Linked DNA regions of Oryctolagus cuniculus: region 1 is linked to region 2. Evidence: chromatin contacts called from public Micro-C data. All regions are on one chromosome and are shown on one strand. Each heading gives the region's core, a stretch centred on a gene start, on an enhancer-like site or on the middle of the called end of the contact. The rest is flanking DNA. Distances are from core to core; before and after follow the strand shown.

What was found. Hi-C and Micro-C count contacts between places; a contact is called where the count stands out from the background.
Region 1: a contact with region 2 is called in a Micro-C map of ear pinna, with 2.4 times the contacts expected there. The contact joins the promoter of NCDN here to the promoter of CLSPN in region 2. A contact is called at or near these places in 3 of 6 Hi-C or Micro-C datasets (ear pinna, skin fibroblasts and an unstated tissue).

The regions. Positions count from the first base shown.
Region 1 is chr7:137,053,462-137,060,432 of mOryCun1.1, forward strand. NCDN (neurochondrin) reads right to left here and starts at 5,346. Exons shown (of 7, transcript XM_051832167.2): 1 at 5,207-5,346; 2 at 3,889-4,029; 3 at 1,824-2,792; 4 at 579-820; 5 at 1-92. The coding sequence starts at 4,011. KIAA0319L (KIAA0319 like) reads left to right here and starts at 5,406. Exons shown (of 21, transcript XM_051832163.2): 1 at 5,406-5,542.
Region 2 is chr7:136,858,205-136,864,421 of mOryCun1.1, forward strand. It overlaps CLSPN (claspin), which reads left to right and starts at 4,024. Exons shown (of 25, transcript XM_002720690.5): 1 at 4,024-4,182. The coding sequence starts at 4,159.

The DNA.
Region 1 (6,971 bases), core at 4,096-6,595, 200 kb after region 2:
ACTTGCAGAGGAGTGAAGGGGCCCCCTCCTTGATCAGGATCTCCCGGGGCCCATCTTCCACCGTCAGGTGGCACCAGCCGGGCAGGAGGAGCCTAGGGGTGGGGTGGGGGGACAGATGTGCAGGTTAGGAGATGAGAAGGCACAAAGAATCCCTTTCCAAGGGCACCCTGCCTAAGAGGAGATGGGAGAGGAGGAAGGGCGTGCCCTCACAGCACCAGCACAGAGCTGCACAGGCCCAGGATTGAACTTGGGCCCTGCCGCACGGTCAGACCATGATCAAGCTCAGTTTCCTCATCTTTCAAATATGGATGAGGCTTCTGTCCCATCTGCCCTGGGGACCAAACGAGGTCATTTTGGTGCAGGGCAGGACTAAATACCTGGCTCCAAGCAGATGCTCAATACACTGCCCAAGTTCTCTTTTCATTGAGAAATCTGGGGTCACGGCCCGCCCCGGGAACAAGCCCCCCAAACCAACAGAAACAACGCTGAGTGAACTCTTCTGGTACAGTCAGGAAGCCGGGCCAGTTTCGGGGGATGCAGTGTCCCTGCGTGACGCTTTTCTTCAGGACGGAACTCACCGGAGAGCGTCCCCTGGCCAGGTGGGTCCTGGGGTGCTGGGGGAGATGGCCAGGGTCGCCACCTGCTGGGAAAGGTCGTTGGCCTCCTCAGCCTCCTCGTAGAGGGTCTTGGCGTAGCGGACGAGGAAGGGCAGCAGCTGGCACACTTCCTTACGCAGGGAGGAGGTCTCCTCGGCCAGCCAGGCACCCAGGATCCGCACCGAGGCAAACACAAAGGGCTCCTTCTGCTTCTCGGACCCCACCTGTTGCCACAAGAACCCTCTGAGATGGAGAAGGTTCCAGAGGCCCTCCCCAGCCCTGCCAGGCTGCAGCCCAGCCCAGAAATGTCCCAAGCAGAAGGGAATGCTGGTCTGCTAAGGCCTTCTGAGGCATTAACCAAGCCTTGTGCCACCCAGTGCACCAGGCACCCAGCACCCCCGGCAGGGGCCTGACCCAGAGCAGGCCCTCCGTGTGCATCTGCTGGTGGAGCTGGACCTCACAGGCTCCACCCCTGCCCTGGCTGAGACTGCAGTCGCACCGCCATCTCCCCAGCTCTAAAGCAGCTCAAGGCTAGGAGGAAGCTCACAGGTAAAAGCCGAGCAAACCCTCCTGGACCGCAGCTCCGACCCAGGCCAGGGGGATGGACTTCCAGCTACTGTGTAAACATGTGCAGTGGGAGGAACTGGAAAATGGGCAAGAGCGCCGAGTGCACTGTGTGGAATATATGGCTGGTGAGTTCAGTGGCTGGGGCCGGCCGTTAAATAGATCACGGTTCTGACTGAATCCTTGTGGGACAGGATGGCTGGCTGCTCAGACAGGAAGAGACGTGATGGGGGGGGGGCAGTCAAACGTATTCAGCAGAACCTCTGCAGAGGCAGGCACCAGGCAGCCCTGAGCCTTTCATTGCGTCATGACAAGTGCACGCGTGTGTAAAACAATGCTGGAGTAAGCACAACAGACTCCTTGACTTGGTGTGTGGCGTGTAGTGTGTGTCTATCCGGGGAGCGCTGTGAGTGGGAGGTTACCGTGTTGCGTGTGCGCGTGTGGCATGCTGGGATGCAAGTGCACATATGGTGTGTGGTATGGTGCTTGTGTGCAGGCTCAGGGCGGGAGGGAGCGGGAGGGAGACTCGGTCACACACTACTCCCCAGAGTGCTGGCTGTGGTAGCCGCGTGCACCTGCAGCTGCGCCATCTCTCCATGACCCCCTTTCCCCTCACCGGGTGGCTCCCGCTCTGGCTCCCTCTGTGGGCCACTACCCCCTTACCTGCTGCAGGTAGTGGATGACGGCCCCGATGGCCTCCTTCATGATGCTCACGAGCTGCACCTTCTGGGGCTCCTTAAGCAGTGACTGCTCGCAGCGGGTGCACTCCTGGATCCCCAACTCCATGAGGGCATAGCAGGCCGTCACCACATCCTCTTTCACCTCCGTGCCCGTCTCTTCCAGTGCCAGCCGTACCTCCACGCATGCCAGGTTTACCAGCAGGGACAGGAACTTGCTCCCGGAGTTGCCCGCCGGGATCCAGTCGGAGCCGCAGGCATGCGCCAGGCGAGCGGCCAGCTTCAGCGCAGGGTTGCGCTGCCAGGAGCTCAGCTTGCTTCCCAGGATGCGTGCCAGGCCGGCCTGCAGATCCCGGAGGCATTCAGGGGGCACGGTTGTCGGGGGCAGAAAGATGGGCAGCAGCTGGCAGAGCTCGAACTTGCTGGCATCCTCAGCTTTCTGGAAATCCTCGCTGAGACCCCGCAACACGGCTAGTAGGTCGGGCTCCGCCTCCTTCCAGCACTGTGTCTCGGCAGCAGCCAGCAGCCCTACCAGCAGTGCCAGGGCCTGGTCGAAGCCATAGCCATGCCCTAGGTATGCTTGGCACAGGGCAGACACGGTGCCACCAGCAATGAGGTGCCGGGGCCCTCGGGGGGTGCCTGCTACAGCTGTCAGACACTGGTAGGTGTCGTCGACCATGGAGCGGCGGGCAGCGTCATCAGGGTCGCCCCTGGCTGTCAGGAAGGTGCTAAGGATAGGGATCTTGTTCAGGACCTGGGGATGGGCAGCCAGTTCAGGGTCGCTGCAGAAGCAAGCCAGCAGGGCCACGCCCAGGGCCCGGAGAACATGGTCGGGGCAGCCATCCGGTGCCTCCTTAGTGGTCAGGAGGCGATTGGGAAAGGTGAAGCCGACGGCGTCGAAAATCCGCCGCCGGGTTTTGGCATCGATGTCACCTGCTTTGACTGCCTTGGTCACCTACGTGGAGAGGAGTATGTGCTATCAGCAAGAGAAACGGAAGAAGTAGCAGAGACTGTGCCTTCCTTGCACCCTGGGGTGTTGAGGGCTAGCAGGCTTGGGTTATGCAACGGAACTCACTCTGGGGTCATCTCCTCCAGCTCCCCTTTCTCCTTGGAGGGACAGGGGTGACCTCTGAGAGCCCTTTCAGCTAGGATTATGCCAGGGGAGGAAGGGTCTAACCCTCTTCAGCCACTCACTTGGGCATTTCACCACCTGGCCCGTGCAGTTCTTCGGAAGCCTCATCTAGATGCCCACAGACTGGGCTGGAAGGGGCTCAGAAGTCAGTATTTCAAGTCCCCCAAAGATTTGGGGTCTTTCCCTAACTGCTCCCTCCAGAGAAGTCTCTGAGCTGTTTCCGCCACCTTCTCGGGGGAAATGGCTCCTGTGTCTTGCCGCTCTGCCTGTCAAAACATTTCCCCTTACATTTCACCTAAACACCTCCTCTGCTGCAGTGTGAGCCCTTGACTCCAGAGCCTTCTCCCTGTTGCCATGGCAAACAAGCAGCGGCTGTACTCCCTCCTCCCTGCACCCCCCCACATCAACACCCCCCCCCCCAGCACTGCAGCTCTTGCTCTGCTGTCCCCAGCCTGGGTTCCTCCAATAGGCTGAGCTCTGAACCCACTCCCTTACCTTAACCTACCTTCTGCTGTCCTGACCATCCCCTGGGACCCCTCCCCAGTCACCTCCAGTCCTGTGACTCTCCAGAACAACCATCCCCAGCCCTCGAAAACTCTGCACATTACTACCTGCTGCTGTTACCCTATGAGTCAGCTCCCATCTGCTCTGGGACGCCCCGGAAAGCAGATCCAGGCAGCCTCCTCCAAGGCCCCCAGTGCTGCCACTGCTTTATTCACCCCCTTTATCCCTTCTGCGCACATCCTCGGGGAAGTAAAAACAAGAAAAGAATAAAGTACAAGATAGGGGTCTTGGGCCTTCTTTGCTGCCTCCAGGGCTGCCAGCACCACCTGCATATCCCTGGGGACTCACTGACCCCATTCCTTGGGGGCCCAACCACCCAGCCCTTCCCACCTCCCAATTTCAGCCAGTTCCTTACTAGCAGCAGGGCTGCAAACTGCTCGCTGTCATTCTTGGCCTCACGGAGGGCTCCCAGGTAGCGCTCCAGGGTGGGGTTTCGGCTCTCTGCCTGGTTCAGAGCTGGCTCACAATCCGAGGCCATGATGCCCGCCTTGCCCAACTGTGAACACAAGAGGGACTGAGCATCCCTCTGCAGAGGAGGGGCGGAGGTGGGGGTGGGGGTGGGAGTGGAGGATGCAGGGAGGGATTAGCACAGAGGGAGGGGAGGGGAGGATCTGGAGGGGTGGCTTCCTCAGGACTGACCCCTCCTTAGGGGAGCTCTTCTAGGGGGCTGGACCTGCAAATCTCTAGGGATGAAGAAGGGACCCAGGTCCAAGGTCACCTACAGGAAGTGGGAGAGAAGAGCTGTTAAGCTGGACAGCTCTCCTCACTAGTCTCCTGGGGTGGGAGGGGGCTGGCCCCTGGCACCAGAGGCCAGGTTCGGCAGAGGCACACAGGGAATGAGCGGGGAGGACAGACAGGAAGGAATGGAGACACAGATGGTTCACGAGAAGTTGGATTATCCGGCCTCAGGCTGACACGGTGGGGTGGGGGGTCGGGAAAGGGCGCCCTGGGCTTCAGCAACAGTGAGAATATGAGGTCTCAGCAGGGAAGGCTTGGGGGCCCCTCCGGGGACCCCACCCCTCCAGCCAGAACTCTCAGCCGCCCCCGCAGGCTCCTTGCCTCCTCTCCTTTCCCTCCCTCGGGCAGAGGCTGCAGCAGCAGCAGCGGCGGCGGCGGCGGCGGCAGCGGCAGAAGCAGCAGAAGCGGCAGAATTAACCCCTTGCCCGCCCTCCCCATCCCACTCCCAGCCTGTGGGTGCCGGCAGGGGCTGGAGAAGCAAGGAGGGGTCCCAGGTAGCTCCCGGGACAACAGAGAATCCAAGAGCCGGATAATCAAAGCGGGGCTGCTGAGATGGGGAGATGAGGAGGGAGGAGGGTTCCTGGCGGTCACCACCTGTCCCGCCGCAGCCAGGTCACAACACGACATTGATGAAGTCACGACAGAGCAGCGATGAGATCACACTTCACGATGGCGCGGTGATGTCACGGAGAGATCACAGCAAAAATCACGACATGGGGGGGCAGCCCCCGAAGATGACAGGGCAAATTATTTTTAGAAAGATATATACTGAAAAGGGCTGTGACAAAATGGAGTCTTGACAGGGCACGATGATGTCGCGATATGGCGCGATGGAGTCGCGATAGGGTCCCCAGGGTGTGTCGGCATCGATCAGCGCCGGCTCCGAGAGGCTCTGGCTGGGATGCACGGGAGGGTCTGAAGGGGGCTGAGCTCACCAGGCTGCGGCCCCGAGCAGCAGCGAAGTCTCCTCCGGGCGCGATGCTCCAGGAGCCTGGGGCCGCTGCTCACGCCGCGTTGCCCACTCCGGGCTCCGGGCTGCTGCAGCTCCACCCCCACCCCCGCAGCGCTCTCGACCAATCCGTGGCCGCTTCACTCCGGGCGCTGGCCAATGGCACGGCTGGGCGCTAAGCCGCAGGGGCAGCCGCCGTGACCGCCATCTTGCTTGTGGGTATTGCCCGAGTCTGGGACTTGGGGCTCGTGCAAAGGACCAGGGTGTAGACTTCCTTTGGAGAGCGGGAGGCGAGAGTCTGGGGGCCCAGAGTCCTTCGTCTGTGCGTAATCTTATCCCTTCTAGACAGCCCCTCCTCCCCTCCGGCTCGCGGCTGAATTGCGCTTCCGGGGGTGGGCATGGAAGGGTGTGCTTCCGGGTTGAGCCCGGCAAGGTGGGAGGAGGCTGCGTTTCCGGCCTCCGTCGCTGTCCAGGGAGGCTGAGGCGAGAGGGAGCTGTCCGGGTGGGGAGGCCGCACTGGTTTCATCCTCTTCCTCCTTCTCGGGGTGAGGGGAGCGAAGGTTGGGGGCCCCGAGCCCATGGACCGGAAGGAGGCGGAGGCCGCCGAGAGCCGGGGCCCCGCTATGTGGCCGTGAGCCCCGGTAGGTGGCCGGGGGCGGCTAGCTGCCGGGCCGAGGACCATGAGCTCAGGGGAGGGCAGGCGGGACGGGCGATGTCTGGGGGTGCGCTGGCCGGGTGTTGGGACCCGGAGGTGGCGCTCCTGGCTCGGGCAGAGCAGCCTGCTGTTTCTGGCCTTGCAGGCGCGGAGCTTGGGTCCCCGGCAGGAGCCCGACTCTTTCGTGTCCGGGCCTGATCATGCAGCTCCCTCCGTCTCTTTTCAAACAGTCGGGCTCGTCCACCTTCGACCTCTGCAGCCTGGCCCTGAGCTACCGTCCCTGGTGTTGGGTCTCCCTCCCACTTCCCACCCCCCATCCCCCGCCCCCGATATAGAAGTTGATGCAGAATAAGGGCGTGTGCGGGGGGATATTGAGCACAATGTGGAACATCTGATGCGAAACCTGCCTCATTGAGGCTTTTGTAAACGATGCCCCTCCGAGGGTTCTGATGCGGCTGCAGTGAGCACAGAGGTGACATGAGGGAAGCCAAATGGAAAACCTCAGGCGTGGCGCTAGGAATGCTTTGTCTGCTCTCACTTAGGGGTGGTTGTGCCCAGCCGACCGTAGATGCAATTGGTGAAGAGCATTAGCCGACTCGCCTTGTGCTTTCTTGTGTGACGAACAGTCTGGAAACTAGGAACAAACTGGAAAGACAACCTCCCAGAACAATCTGTTCATTTTTCCAGCTATTTGGAAAACAATGTCTGCAAATATAAGCAAAGCTATTCATGGCAGTCTGTTCTGTGACTTTCCCAAATATCCGAGACTTTTTTCTTTAAAGCTTTATTCTTGATTACTCATACCAGCTAAATAGGCTGTTTCAGACGTGCGCTGTCGTTATTCAAACATATCTTATCGCTGTGTACATAAATGGAGTTCCACGTATGTAGCTGACAGACTGAACTATGATACATCCCCCATCAACCTGAAGTATTAAGTAAACATTACCCCCTGCTCTGTCTGAACAGCTGCTGCAACAGAGAGTGCTTTTATTTCGGGTGTACTTGTAACGCCCTAAATGCCAGAACCATCGGGAGCTTTGAGATTTTCATTTGTCAAGTGTTGTGGGGGTGTGTGTTCTCTCCCTGGGTTGTT
Region 2 (6,217 bases), core at 2,774-5,273:
CGAACCAGCGCCCAGATGGGATGCCTGTGTCGGAGGCAGCAGTTTGACCTGCTGTGCCACAATGCTGGTCCCAATCCTGTGTCATTTTTGAAGATCAGGGGATAGTGCATTGAGCAAGAAAAACAGCTCTGATCTTCAAACAGGGCACTCTCCAAGCGAAGCTTTGAAATTTTTTCTGAGTGACAGTGTGAAATTATTCTTGAAATCAGATGCTGGAAGAGGCAGCTGTTTCACCCCACCAAAGGAAAGTTTAAGTAACTAATCTTAAAATGACCTCTTTCCCTGGTGGCTAAAGGGAATGGGTGAGATGACATGACCAGGACCTGCCACTTGGTGGCAGTGCTTCTCAAAGGATGAATATTTTCAGATGAGAAAAGTAAGGTCTCAAACTTTATTCCAAAGAACTACTCCTTTGTACTAATTAGTACACAATACATTACAGGGTAGCCTTTCTCAAGTTGTAAAGAAAGGAGTAGAAGATATAATTTAGCCAAACATCTCCCTCCAAACTTCCCTAAGCCTCTGATATCTTCTTTGGTTGGTCTGTAAAGGAGCAAATGTAAGCAGAACACTGGAATGAGCTAGGCATGTTATGTTCCATGATTCGTTTTTCTCATGGCCATATAATATCATAGTGCTTTTTTCATATTGATTCTTTGTGGTATAATTAGAGATCCTATAAGTGAAAATGTTTCCTAACTGATATGACCAGATGAAAAGTACCAGGACTTGCAAAACTGTTCCTGTGCAGTACCAAACTCCCAGATTCTCTACAATTAAATCCATTTGAGAAGCATGATTGGATCCAGTGTTTTCTAGTCACCAGGATAACAAGGCTCTGAGATACTAAATGGCTTATCTAAGACCACAAAGCCGTGCATGGAACGGGTTCAGGCTAATTCCTATAAAATGAACATTCTAGATGTTTCTCTTGTTGCCATCTATCAACTTCATCTTTCAAAAAAGATTTATTTATTAATTTGAAAGGCAGAGTTATGAGGGTGGGGTAGAAAAGCGAGCGAGCAGGCAAGAGAGACTCTTCCATCCACTGGTTCAGGTGCACTAGCAGGGAGCTGGATCAGAAGTGGAGCAGCCAGGATTTCAACTGGCTCTCATATAGGATGCCAGAATTGCAGGTGGTAGCTTAACCCACTACACCACAATGCCAGTTACCTTTTGATTTCATCAACAGAGGTTGTTGGATGAGTAACCTTGGGGGAAAGGGACAAGGAGTCAAGAGTAAGTGCCCATTGGTCCTTGGCCTTTTCGCTATGATCAAGTGAAGAGTCACTGCCCAGCTTCTGAGCTGGTGAGTGAGGGATGGTGGTGCCAATCATCAAAATTGAGAATACAAAGTGCTAATTCCAAAGATGACTCACTTTAGCTGGGTGCAAGCTAATGTGTAGAACAAAATGTTTTGTGGGAATGGGAGAAATAAGGAATTTTATCATGGTCTAGAGTTCCAGTTTTGCAAGTGGAGAGAGTTCTGGAGATTTATGGCACAACAAAGTGAATGTACATAGTATAGTACATACACACTGTATAAGGTGATAATGATTAATGCGGCACATTTTATCTCATGTATATTTTACCACAATAAAAAATAAATAAAGGTTTCTTTTGCCTTCTTCACTCCTGTCTACCCATCATCCAAATGGGAGATTTCTCTCTTAGTTTCTCCAGTAAGTGAAGAGGTGCTCTCAAAAGACATTAGAAAATACTAATATAAGGAATATTATTTCATTTATTCACTTTTAGAGGCAGTTCAAGAAGAATCATAGAGTTGTAAACGGATGTTTATCCATTTCCCCACTCTGAGCCAGGATTGTTCTAAGTCTTTGGTTCTCAAAGTATGGTCTGTGGATCAGCAGCCCTAATATCACCTGGTAACTCGTTAGAAATACACATTCTGGGGTGGGCGAGGTGTACAGGCATTTGGAACAGTAGTTGATGCCCATATCCTGGCCAAGACATCCGCATCTCACATCAGAGTGTCTGGAATCAAGTACCAGCTCTGCTCGTGATTCCAGCTTCCTGCCTGTGTGCACCCGGGGAGGCAGAAGGTGACAAGTTGTTGGGTCTCTGTTACTACACGGGAAACCTGGATTGAGTTCCAGGCTCCCAGCTTCAGCCAAGCCTAGCTTGCTATTGTGGGCATTTAGGGAGTGAACCAGGGATGGGAAATTTCTCTGTCTCTGTCTCTCAAATAAATAAAAGAAATACATTTGAGAAGATAGTAAAGTGATGAAAAGGCAGATGGATTGAGACATGCAAGGAAGAGGATGGGTGATGGGGTCTTGTGGGTGGGGGCAGAAGTAGGTTGAGAGGTGGAAAGGAGGTGAAGAAGTAAAGCTGAGCAAAGGGCTTTTAACTGAACCCAGCTAAAGACAGACGCTTGGAAGAGGAAACCAGTGCAGTGCCTAGGGGCACCAACCAGCCTGGTATGTCAATGACCAAGGAGGGCCCTGGGCTGTGGGATTTTCAGTGCTAAAATCAGGAAAGGCCTGGGAACACTGGACTGAGCTGGTCTCCTTATCAGAGGTTACAACTGTGGAGTTAAGTGAGGCAGTAAGTGCTCTGCCCCTTCTCTCCGGGTGCCCCTCCTCTCCTGCAAGGGGCCCTGACTCAGCCAGATGCCAGAGGACAAGGGAGCTGGGGTAATAGTCTCGGAGGGTGAGCCTTGCCTGGACACAGACCAGGGCAAAGAAAGGAGAATCAACCCAGAGAGGCAAAAAGATAATAAGCAGCACAGTGGCAAAATGCACTAGAAGGGCCTAGGGAAGGTGGACTCCAGAGCTTTTACTCCTTTTCTAGTCTTGTTCAAAAGTAGAAAGCCCTGGGGTCAGCGCTGTGGCAGTGGGCTAAGCTTCCACTGGCAGCACCGGCATCCCATATGGGTGCCGGTTCGAGTCCTGGCCGCTCAACTTCCAATCCAGCTCTGTGCTGTGGCCTGGGAAAGCAGTAGAAGATGGCCCAAGTGGTTGGGCCCCTGTACCCACATAAGAAAACCCGAAGGAAGCTCCTGACTCCTGGATTCAGATTAGCCCAGCTCCAGCCTTTGTGGCCATTTGGTGAGTGAACCAGAGGATGTTTGTCTCTCTGTCTCTCCCTCTCTCTGTAACTCTACCTCCCAAATAAAAATAAATAAAATATTTACTAAAAAAAAAAAAAAAGTAGAAAGCCCTCTAGGTCTGAGGCGGGTCCCGTCTGCACGTTCAAATTAGCCCCAAATAAAATTTATAAAGATTACCCATTAATGTTCTTTGGTATCTAAGCAGTTGGCAAAACGTGTTTTTGTTGTTTTTTTCTTTTCTTTTCTTTTGAAAGCGCAACAAAGAGAGAGAGAGAAAATCTTTCATCTGCTGGTTCATTCCCCAAATGCCCACATCAGCCAGGAGCCAAGACCTCCATCCGGGTCTTTCAGGTGGGTGGCAGAGGCCCAAGCACTTGGTCCATCCTCTTCTGCCCACCCCCCCGCAGTGCACTAGCAGGGGGCTGGAGGTGGGAGTCCATCCCCAGGCACTCCAGAGTGGGATGCGAGTGAACCACCCATTGTGCCGGCCCCTGGAGAAACGTTTTTTATTCAATGGTGTCAGGTACAAGAAGGGCCAGACAGGGTCGCCAGCAGCTGCAAGGCTGCGGTCAGTGGAGAAACCCCTATGGAGGCCCAGGACTCTATCTGAAAAGATTCACGCACAGGACATCCTGCAGGGGGCGAGGGGACCAGCTCACTCTTAAATTTGGGCGTGACGTGAGTCGCCGAGCTGTGGCGGCGCCCAGAGTCAAAGCACTGTTCGCCAGGTGCCTCCTGGTAAGGACGGTGGGCCCTGCCGCCTGGCACCCCGCCCCAGCACTCACAGCCTCCGCCCCAAGCCCAGCTGACAAGAGCAGTCGGGGACCCGCCAAGCCAACACTGACCGTCATCCTGGAGCCGGCCGCAAGAGCTTCGTGATTGGTGGGACGGGAGTGGGCGGGGCCTAGAATGGAAGGTCTGCTTCGGATTGGTGCAAATCATCGAGGGCGGGTCCTCCACCCCGGCTGGGCGCGAAAGCTCAAACGCCGCTTCCAGGCTGGAGACGGCGGGAGAGGCGCTGCGCCAGAGGTTGCAGGAACCCGGCACTGCTTCGTCTGGTGCGGACCGCTGCGGAGGCCGGAACCATGACGGGCGAGGAAGGCTCTGAGGTGGGTTTAAGCACAGGCCTCCTACATGGGCTGCGGAGGCCGGGCGCCGTGGGGTGGACTGGGGCAGGGGTAGAGCCGGTGCCCCGGGGCTGAGAGGACTACAGCTCCCGGCGTGCACCGCGCGGGCGCCAGCTGCCGCGCGCGCCTCCGCTGAGAGGGGCTCGCGACCTCTCCCGGGGGTCCTGGCGCGAGGCGTCCCGAGCTTCGGGCCGGTGGTCCCGGTGGTCCCGGTGGTCGGTCCTTGCCGCCTGGCTCTGTCCCTGCCGCCCGCCTTCCCCTTTGGCGCGTTTCCTGTCACGTTAGCTCCTCCTCTTACTACGCCCCCAATGAGAGGAGGCCCAGGCGAACGCGCGGCGGGGATGCGGGGCGGGATTCTTGGTAAATGGAGCGCGGGGTGTTAGGAAGTTCGAAATTGGGCCAGGAAGGCCGCCTTGTGTTCTCCGACTGGGTCCCGGGAGCGCAAGACGCTCTCGCCTTGGAAGCAAAATTTAAAAGGACGCAAAAAAAAAAAAAAAAAAAAAAAAAAGTAGTCACCCAGTGCAACCCACATTTTAATGCAGTATTTAAAAAACAAAATTTTGCGAAAAGTTTCATGACTTGGTATTGAACAGAATAGGGACATTTTAAATAAGGACAAGATCCAATCCTGCCTCACCCACTTTACCCTAATCCTGTCTCTGGTTCCCGGAAAACTTCGCAGCAGGAGGCTGACATGAGTCATAGTTGGCCGATTTGATTTTTTTTAAAGATACTAATTGATCAGGGAGTTCTTGAAACCCCTCTGTCTCTTCTGGCTCCAGTGTTGGACATGGCTGGTCCTGTTGCAAATGGCCGAGAATAGAACTGAGATTAAATGCATGCCCATGGATTGAGCTGTGTGCTTACCTGAAGTCAGTGTCCACATCCACAGACAGAACTTAACAGTCTTACTGCTTTGGTTTGTTGAGGGGACCATCAGCACATACATGATAACCGTCAACCCGTGTTATATATTTTTTTAATAATTGAGCTAGACATTGAAATCAACGAACTAATTTGATAAACCACTAGAGTAAGGCCTTATACCCTTTTACATTACATTTGTTTGTAATTTCTCTCATATTTTTAAAAAAAGATTATTCAGGAGGCAGGGTGGGGAGAGAGCTTCCATCTGCTGGTTCACTCCCCAAATGCCAGGGATAGGCCAGGCTGGATAGGGATAGCTCAGTCTGGACCCAAGAGCCAGGAATGGCATTTGGGTCTCCCACATGGGTAGCAGGGACCCAAGTACTTAGGCCATCTTCTGCTGCTTTCCCAGGTACATTAGCAGGAAGCTGTATTGGGACTCAAACTGACAGTCAGATATGGGATATGGTCATTCCAAGCTGTGGCTTAACCTCCCTTACTGCAATACTGGGGCCTCCTTGCTTATTATTATCATTCTTAAAAGATTTACTTATTTATTTGAAAGTCAGAGTTACAGAGAGGGAGAGGCAGAGAGAGAACTTCCATTTGCAGGTTCATTCCCCAAATGGCTGCAACAGCCAGCTCTGGGCCAGGCGGAAGCCAGGAGCTTCATCCAGGTTTCCCATGTGCGTGGCAATCGTTCAAGCACTTGGGCCATCTGCTGCTGCTTTCCCAGGTGTATTGTCAGGGGGCAGGATCGGAAGTGGAGCAGCTGGGATGCGAACCGTGCCCATATAGGATGCAGGTGTCATAGGTGGTGGCTTAACCACAGTGCCAGCCCCCCTCCTCCCTTATGAATAAGTTAACTCAGATCCCTGAGAACACTGAGGAGATAGGAGACCTGGCATCTTGGGTCAATTTGGTCACTAACTGTTCAAGTCACTAACACCTAGATTTTTTTACTTGTGACATTTAAAAATGTTTCATTTAGAAAATGTCATCTATACAAATGAGGTGTATGTAATAATCCCTTCACCTAATTTTGATTATTGTCTAATCATGGCCGATCTTGATCAATTTATACCCTACCTTCTTTTCCCTCATTGGATTATTTGGAAGAAAATCCCAACATATTTATTTAAAATTTTAG